2 separate regions of the Macaca mulatta genome follow, and region 1 is linked to region 2. A link is a contact called in public Hi-C data. All regions are on one chromosome and are shown on one strand. Each heading gives the region's core, a stretch centred on a gene start, on an enhancer-like site or on the middle of the called end of the contact. The rest is flanking DNA. Distances are from core to core; before and after follow the strand shown.

Region 1 (4,541 bases), core at 1,387-3,886, 89 kb before region 2:
ATAACCAATTACTAGATTACCATACACACTCATATTAAAATGCAAATAAATAAATATAACGAAACTATGTATAGATTGTTTTGGATTATATACTTTTCTGCTTTCCTTCAGTAGTGCCAATGATAGAAAATTGACTATTTTGTTATAACTTGTTTCCTTAAACTTACTATCCTTACTTGCCTATCTACTGTAGCACAGGTTCCGTACATTTGGACCTTCATGCCTCCAACTGACTCATCTTTAAATACAAGTTGGACTTCCATGGCCTGATCTCCAGCTACTTTCATAGCTTCTCCCACAAAGACCTCCTGGCAAAACAGCCTTATGTCCAGTTCAACAAGCCCTGTAACACAATCACATGCCTTTGCTCAGGCTGTTCCCTTCACCCAGGAAACTACCCCCACCGTCACTCCCTCCGCCCCCATTTTGCCTATTAAACTATGTTAAGGCCCAGATGGAGTGTTACCAGCTCTACATTCATTCAAAATTTCCCAGTCAAAAATTAGTGTCTCACACACACCCCATGCGTCCAATACACCTCCAACAAAACCCACAGGAATCTGTGAATTACCTCTGTGTATGTCTGCTTCTCCCTTGAAGGCAGTACTGAGTCTCATTCATCTTCATATTCTACCCACTGTTCCATCCTTGCCACACAGTAAAGGTGGTCCTGGTTGAATTAATTCCTTGATTCCACTAATCCCAGTCCTTTATTTTCAAGGAAGTAATAAATGCCTTTCACGTACAGAAGATTTTGTCAATATATTGTAAATGCTTGCAAAATCTAATGATGAAAATGTCAATAATTACATAATGCACTAATGTTTAAGCTGATGAATGGCAGAAGGGGTGGATGACTACAATAAATCATCAGTAAAGATAATCGTTTCTCAAGATCCCCCAAAAAATGTCATTCATAACATTAAAATTAACCTTTCTGTCCCCCATTCTAATAATTACTTCTACTTAATACATATTCAGAAATGCAAGTTCACATAAAGCAGAAGTGTCTGTACATTCTGCTAAGAATGTATCTCAAAGCCATACAATGTATTTGATAACATCTTTCTTCCAATGCCCATAAATGTAATTTTTATCTTTTATCTTCTGTGCAACTATAAAGGTTAACTATACAAAATAAGATAATTTTATCTTAAGATACAACTGGAGCAAAGTTTGTAAATAATTACAAAATACACTAAGTACATCTCCAAAAAAAAAAAAAGAAAGCTATTAAGAATGTCACACACCAGATCTGATTTTTTTGACGAAAAATGATTTCTAGTTTCACATCTTTCTAATTCCACATTATTCTCACAATTCCTGTAATGTTTTTCTTCTAAATGTATGGGGAAAGCCAATACTCCTCGAAGAAACATCTTTAAAAAGAAACATCTTTAAAATGTATACAGTTTTAATTTTATATCCCATCTTAGATATAGTTTGCTATCTCTTATATCTGTGGGCAAATGTCATTTGAATCGGAAGAATTACAAAAGTTAAAATAATGACTTACTTTCTTAATTCATTAAAAATAAGTACTTATATAATCCTCTAATTTAAAGTAGATATTTTAGCAGAAGATTTAAAAGGGGCCACTGAGCAGCCTGGGTGATTACCACAAAAGAGTTAAAAGTAATTCACACAGTGTATCAACAGTAGCTGTCTCCCACACACACAGGCACACTCTCTCTCTCCCCCATCTGAACTTTTCCTCCCTGAAACATGAGGTGGGAGAAGGGGAATGACCATGACACAGGCCTAACTACTCCCACCCCACGAACAGACACACATCTCCCTCCTCGTCCTGCTGAAAAGAAATGTGGAGGCTATGGACCAAGAGACCCGACGCCTCTCAGAGTCACTTCCCCTGCTTGTGGGATAAACAAACAAACCGGCACCATGAGAGTAACCATCCGAGTAATTATGTTAACCTTTGACTAATGTCTTAGTTAAGTTTTGAGCTGAGTCAAAGCTCTAAGAAACAGGTAAATCCCTGTGTCCCCCCACCCAACCCCTTAAACACTCCAACGGGAAGTTTATCCCTGAACTGAACGCTGGCCCCTGTCGCCTCCTCCCAGCCGATACATGCCTCCTTCCTGCCCAAAGCCCCTACTCCAAAGGGAATTGTCGGGACACAGTCAAGGAGCACCGTGGGCGACACTCCCCACCTCCCAATCTCTTCTAAGGAAGCCCCCGCCGGGCCAGCTGGCCCACCTCCCTCGCCGTCCCAGTCGCGCCGCACCACTCCGGCAACTTTTGCACCCAGCCCGGCCCGCCACCCGCGGCCCCCGCTGCCCCCTAGCCCTCCGCGCCCTCAGCCTCCGACCGCGGCCCCCTCCGGCCCACGCCTCCTGGCCGCCCGCCCGGGTCTTCGCCCACCCCTCCCCCGACACCCGCGCCGGCGGCGCCGCCCCCGCCGCACCCCACCCCACCCCGCCCGAGACCCCAGCCCCATCCGGGAGGGAGGACGCCGCGGCCGCGCCGAGGCAGCCACCGGGCCGGGGCTGGCGGCCGAGCACCAACGCGCAGGGGGCTTTACCTCAGAGGCGCGGCCGCGAGCAGCGGGGTCGGTCCCGGGCGCGGGCGGCGCCCCCAGTCAGTCAGTCAGCGCCGGCGGGGGCAGCGACGGCGGCACATCACACCCGCCGGCGGCCGGAGGAGGAAAGCGAGCACGCAGGGAGCGAGCGAGCGAGGTAGGGGGGAAGGAGCGAGCGAGGTAACGCAGCGCTGCTCGGATTCGGTCCTTGCACTGCCGCTGGTGTCTCCTACCGCCGCCGCTGGCCGGAGAGTCGCCGCCCGAGCCTCTGCTGTCGCCACCGATGCAGCTGGGAATGAATGCACAGCGGCGCCTCGCTTATCCGGAGGTCAAACATCCTTCTGCCTCGGGCATCCGGATCGACGCCGGACCCGGAAGTGAACACATGGAAAAAAAATTAAAAAGGAAAGCGTCTCTCTAGCTGCCGCGGCCCCCAAGCTGCCCGCATCAGCGAAAAGAGCCGAGTAGAGCCGAAGATTGCACCAGCCTTCTTGGATTGGTCGGATCGCCGACCGGAAAGGAGACGGCGCGGTCATTGGCTGGCAAAGTATATAAAGCCTACGCCGCGCCTTCTCCTCGTCTTTCTAGATCCGTGCGTGAGGGAAAGTGAGGAGCGGTGGTGGATACGAGTGTTTCTCTGGATGAGGCAGTGGGCGGAGAGGCATAGCAAAGTCTACGCAGAGAACTGGAAGAAAACACCCCTGTGCTTTAGGAGAGCTACTAAGAATTGAGTGAGCAAAGAGCCTTCAGGGTGCCATTGTGCCAAGTCAGGGTGCTGAGGCTTTCCCTATTGTGCTCAGCCTGCCAGGTTCCAAAAAATCTTAGGGCCTGGCCTAGGAGTATGACATCACTGGGTTGACATTTTCCCCAACTTCTCTATAACCCCAGTGCTATATCAGGGCTCCAACTGCTTAGAAATATGAATTATGTCTCACATTTGCATCTCATTTGCTGTTTGTAAGCTGAGGTAATCCTCTGAATTATATAGTGTGGTATTATCTGTTTTTCAAATTCATCTCCCAAAGTTCTGAGAAGCCAAACATCACCCAAGTCATCAAGTTGTAGTGCACAAACTGAAATCAGTGTTTCTGACCCGCACTCAAGTCCACTCTGCCTACATAGAAAGAATATGATATTCCTTTCATTTTCTCTCTTGCAGTTGGTTCCCAGGGATGAAAATAAGTCATTTTGGTAGACTTCTACGGAAATTGATCCACCACGAAGGCATGGAAACTATAATTTTTTAAAATTGTGATTTATATGTCTCAAGTCCTTTCAAAAAGTTAGGCATGAAGGTGTGCAGGAAGAAGAATCATAGCCTGGTGCCATGTTTTTAAAATGTTCATTTTATCAAACACGTTTATATTCTTGATGTACTTACTGTATCAAGAAACTTGAGTCTTGTATATAGCTCTCCTGTCCACCTCTCAAAACGAAATGCCTCTAATGAAACAAATGCACTCCTTCATTTTCCTCCCTACTTTGCCAGATTAATGGTATAGCTAATGCGTTACCTTTGGAGGAGTAGTTAGTATGGAAATCTGTTTTTGATTTTGGTTTGTAATACAACAGTGCCTTTTTTTTTTTTTTTTTTTTGAGACGGAGTCTCTCGCTTAGTCGCCCAGGAGTGCAGGGCGCGATCTCGACTCACTGCAAGCTCCGCCTCCCGGGTTCATGCCATTCTCCTGCCTCAGCCTCCCAAGTAGCTGGGACTACAGGCGCCCGCCGCCAGGCCTGGCTAATGTTTTGCATTTTTAGTAGAGACGGGATTTCACCGTGTTAGCCAGGATGGTTTCGTTCTCCTGACCTCGTGATCCGCCCGCCTTGGCCTCCCAAAGTGCTGGAATTACAGGCGTGAGCCACCGCGCCCGGCCAACAGTGCCTTTAAAAAAAACAAAACAAAACAAAACAAACAGAAAAAAAAACCTCCCTTCTCACTTTGTTCTCCAAACTGGAAGTTAAGAAGTGACTAGCATCACCAGTCTTAGAAGGGTAGTGTTAA
Region 2 (5,109 bases), core at 848-3,347:
AGCACTTAATAAAACCATCAGATCACCTGAGAACTCACTCACTGTCAGGAGAATAGCATGGGGGAAACCACCCCCATGATTCAATTACCTCCACCTGGTTCCTTCCTTGACACGTGGGGGTTGTGGGGATTACAATTCAAGATGAGATTTGAGTCAGGGCACAAAGCCTAACCATAGACATTAAAAAGGACAAGAGACACACCAATCACTGTATTTTGGAATTTGTTTGGATCCTGATTTGAAAAAAAAACTGCAAAAAAATTATTAGACAATCAGAGAAATTTGAACAGTGTATATTTAATGGGATTAAGAAATTTTTGTTAATTATTAGGTGTAACAATGGGATTGTGGTTAAATATTTAATATTTTAAGATTCTTTAAAAAGTGTTTATCTTTTTTTTTTTTCCCCAGACTGAGTCTCTCTCTGTTGCCCAGGCTGGAGTGCCGTGGCATGATCTTGGCTCACTGCAACCTCTGCCTCCTGATTTCAAGCGATTTTCGTGCCTCAGTTTTCTTGTTCCTCAGTCTCCCAAGTAGCTGGGATTTCTGGCTTGCACTACCACGCCTGGCTACTTTTTGTAGTTTTAGTAGAGACGGAGTTCTGCCATGTTGGCCAGGTTGGTCTCGAACTGCTGATGCAAGTGATCCGCCCACCTCGGCCTCCCGAAGTGCTGGGATTACAGGCGTGAGCCACCACCACGTCTGGCCAAAAAGTCTTCATCTTTTAGAAGTACGTATCCAAAAAAATGAATTGATGTGATGTTGGGGATTTCCTTAAAAATAATATAACAGATGAAGATGATTGGTCTTAAGTTGTTAATCGTCGAAGCTGGGGTCTGGGTACCTGGGGGTTCATTATATCATTCTGCTTTCTTTAAAGTATGTTTGACATCTTCCACAAAAATCATGCATTGTTCAATGATGAATGCAAAGTAGATCATTACTTTGATTTTACATTGAATAGTGCTTCATTTTAAGAATGCCTGTGACAGGACCTGAAAGGACCTTAGAAGTAATTAGTCCAATCTCCACATATTTCTCCTTTTCTTTTGGGCAGAAAGCAAAGAAGAAAGAAGAAGAAGAGGAAGAAGAAAACAATAGTGATGTTGTATTATTTGCTCTCAAAATAACTTCTACATTTACAAAACAAGAAAGTAATAGGAGAAGCCGGACTTATGTTCACTACCTAGTGCCATCTCTACAGCTTTATTTTTCTATTATGATTTACTTTTGTTTTCTGAAGCAGAATCTTTCCCAAACTTAATAGTGTCCACGATCGCTCCAACCAATTTGGTTATTTAGGTTTCAAGCTAGATAACCTCCAAAAGAATTTTGCCTTTGACTTGAATACATGCTTCATGCAATTTGAGTAGTATTTAGGAGGCCGTTCCCTTTACAAGTCTTGAACCATTTCTTAAGTCTGAATTTGGGAGACGTTAAGTGGAAAGGATTGGCAGACAGCATCTCAATGCCTTGTTTATGTTTGGTTTTGACTTTGCTAGTAACTTTGTGATCGGGGGTGGAAGAACCTATACCTTTATATTTCATTGCCCACGTGACAATGTTTTTGTTTTAGGGGGAATTTCTAAGGACAGGAAATTCTCGGGGAGTTTACGTCAGCTGCAACAAGTACTGTGATTACCGTATTGACGCTACTTGTTTTCAAAGGTTGGAAATTTGAGGTGCCGCGTGAGCACGATTTAGGGACTTTAGAGTTTAGATTTAAGTTATTATTTTTCTGTGATTTAATTTTTAAAGCAGTGTTGACACTGGGTACCTCAACTAAGCTAGGTTTTTTTGTTTTTTTAATTCCCACTAACACAACTCTCAGGTTGTCGCTGAGGCACAAAGCACGTAATACGCTACACTCTTGCTCCCTATAGGCTACGCAGTTTCAGGAAGCGTTTACAGCAGTAGTGCGCCTGCGCAGCTGGTCCCACACCAAGTCGTCCGCCTCTCCCCGTCCGGCTAGCAGAGGGCGCTGTGAGGTAATGAAGGCGTCCCCCTTAGGGCTCTGGAACAGAGCGTAAAAGGGCGGGAGGCGAAGCTCGCTGACGGGCGTTCTAGCCTTGACTGCTCTGTCTCTATCACCCTTTGTCCTCCAACCTCCCCTGGGCACTGGGCCTGCGGGCCTGGTTGCTAGGCGGAAGCTGGGCGCGGCGGCTGCCGCTGCGGCCGCCGGGGCGTTTGAAAAGCGGCTACGCAGGCGGCAAAAGGTCCTCGGGCGGCGGGCTAGTCTCTACCTGCAGACTGGCAGGGCTGCAGAGCGGCTTTTTCCTTGAGTCGGGGCAGAGTTAGGGTCTGGGCTGGCGGCTCGGGGCAGAGGAGCCGGGCGCGCTGCAGCAGACGGCGGTGGGACCTGGCTGCGGAGCGGGGTCCGGGCATCAGGGACCGGGACCCGGGGCGGGCAGTGGGGGTCCCGCCGGGGGTCTCAGATTACCCGCGACTTACCTGGACCTCACTTCCCCCCAGGCGACTTCGCCCCCAGACCGCCCACCGCAACCATGGTCTCCAAATCCGACCAACTGCTCATCGTCGTGTCCATCCTAGAAGGTGAGCGGCCTGAGGCTTGCTGTTGCAACTGCTGCCTCCCGAGTTTTAAAAGATTAGTGTGGGACCGAGGCCTTGTTAACCTTAAGAACCCTGTCATCTGTGTTTTTATGGTCCCCACAGACTTGTTCAAAGTTGTACGTAGTGAAGTCTGTTAGGCAATTGATTTAAAAATCTCTCCAGGGATATGAGCGCTATTAGGAATAAGTGATATTTAGCGTGACTAGCCATAGCCCCAGAGAATCTAGAGAAAACGATTTTCATCCAAAGCAGCACGTCGATGGCTTTTATATATGAGCTGAACGTGGTCCTGAGAAGCGCGTTTTGATCAGCGGTTCCCAATAATAGCACTTGTAAGAGCTTTGACTTGAATACAGGTTTCCTGCAATTCCAGAGTGTTGCGGAGGCAATTGCCTTTACACGTCTTGGTGGAGGACTCAGGGGACTACAGTTCTTAAGAGGGTATATTATACATTTCTTAAAAAGTGTGTTTTGGGTGAATGACATTTGTTTATTGGGGACTCATTGAGTGTCAGACACTGTGCTGGGAATGTAATAATAACAGTTCTGATTCTAAAAAGCTAAGGATGTAGCTTGGAGAGTGTGTCAGCAAATAATTCATCGGGATATGAAAGACCCTGATGAATGACCACCTCTGTCTGAGGAAACTGGGGAAGATTCACCAGAGGAGGTGGCGTTTTTTTGGGTCTTACAGATGATTAGGAATTTGTCAGGTGAAAAAGGGAAGGGCATTCCAGGCAAAGGGAAGAGCAGAGAGCACTTCAAGTATGGAAAAGCAAGACGCGTTTTGCTTTGCTTCATTATATTCATTCAGTAAATGTTGCTTACATTCAGTGTAGTTGGAGAACAGATTTGCAAGAAAGTGGAGAGCAGAGGAGATAACAGGTGAATTGAGGACACTTTACGAATAATATGTTAAGAAGGAGTCATCTTGAGCCAGAGCAGAGGCCTGGCTGCATTCTTTCCCCCATGGGAGAGTATTTTATGAAGGCCTGGCGCTGTGTGAGGGACGAGAGCAATGAAACATTGTAATCCTAATCTTTGAATTTTGGGACAAGAGACTGACCAGAAGCCATAAAGATTTGGAGCACTATTAGCTGTTAGGTTACTTATTGTTTAAAAACGCAGGACTGAAATAACCTTCAAATTTGGTTAACAACACTTTTTAGACTTAAAACTGACCATGCTATGAGAAAACAAACATCTACTTTCCCTCCAAGGATGTAGAGGTCTGTCCATGTGGGGAGATCACAGGACACAATATGTTGGGGTATAATATAATATTTAAAATATGTGATATGGATTGTAAATATAGGTTTGAGGGTAGGGTGGGCGGGATGGCTGAAGTTCTTTAAGTAATAAGTGAGCTTTAGATATGTGACAGTTGAATTCTATGGACGACCCAGGCCAATCTGACAACCCAGGACATACATGCAGTTCATTTGGGGAAGCTGGTTTTAGAGCAGCAGAAAATGGGGTCCTGAGAGAGGCCTGTTAGTGCTAACTGGGAGAGCCCTGCCATGTGTGTTAATATTCCTGATACAAAGTTTCAAGTGAGAGCCTCAGGCTTAAACTAAAAACGTTAGCAGTCAAGGTCTTTCTGACCAGCTTGATTCCCAACCAAGTAACTTGTGCCAGGGTGAGCATGGTGGGTGGAACATTGAAAAGATCAGCAAGATGACCAGGGTGAATATTTAGAAATGTCATGGTAAGAAATGAGCTTGTACAACTAGAGCAAATGGGCCTTGAAAGCCAGTTTAGAATTAATGTTCTAAGAAATAGATTGGCCTCATGTATTCCTAAATAGAATGCTTTTCTCGAGTTCAGTTTAGTAGCAGTGTGCAAGGAAGAGAACCTGGAGTCAAGGATGTCAGTTAGGTTGTTACCACAAACATACCCGAAACTAGCATGTGGTCCTTCCTCCAAACTATTCTTCTCTTTTGTTTGTACTGTATTTCCATTCATCATAACCATGCTGTTGCCTCAAGCCAAGAACCTAGGAGTCATCCTCAGCCTGGATTCACTCTCCATTTCTAACTTCCAGATGGTCACCATGTAAAATTGATTTTATTTCTGAATAATAATAGATTCTACATGTAAGTTTTTGAATGAATGAGTTTCCATTGTGAGTGCCTTGGTAAGGGGCGCTCATCATCCACCTAACTTATTGTAATAATCTTTTCAATAGTCTGATTCTTGAATGTTTTCTTCCTTTCCAGAAACATCTAGACTTCCTCCATTACTCACTGGGGATAATCTTTCTGAAATGCAAATCTGATTTTCTTAAAGTCCTTCAGTGTCGTAAAGGGTTATGTCTGTATTTCTCAGAATGGCATACATGGCCCTTTGTGGTAGACCTCTTGCCTACCTTTTCAGTCTCATTTCCCCTCATGTATTCCCAGCTCTTCGGATTGGCGGAGGACTCGGGACTATAGCCCTTAAGAGTTACTTGCAATTTCTTGACTACACTTTTAGAAATGCCCTTTATTCAAAAGAAAATGGTTAAGCTTTTACCATGTACAAAATTTGGGCTATGTA

What was found. A called contact is a pair of places that touch in the nucleus more often than the background predicts.
Region 1: a contact with region 2 is called in a Hi-C map of fetal cortex germinal zone, with 2.4 times the contacts expected there. The contact joins the promoter of CSNK1G3 here to the promoter of CEP120 in region 2. A contact is called at or near these places in 6 of 14 Hi-C or Micro-C datasets (CD4 T cells, blood, cortical neurons and 3 more).

What each region holds. Positions count from the first base shown.
Region 1 is chr6:132,473,081-132,477,621 of T2T-MMU8v2.0, reverse strand. CSNK1G3 (casein kinase 1 gamma 3) reads right to left here and starts at 2,636. Exons shown (of 12, transcript NM_001258050.1): 1 at 2,543-2,636.
Region 2 is chr6:132,383,458-132,388,566 of T2T-MMU8v2.0, reverse strand. It overlaps CEP120 (centrosomal protein 120), which reads left to right and starts at 2,097. Exons shown (of 21, transcript XM_015140662.3): 1 at 2,097-2,375; 2 at 2,473-2,553. The coding sequence starts at 2,505.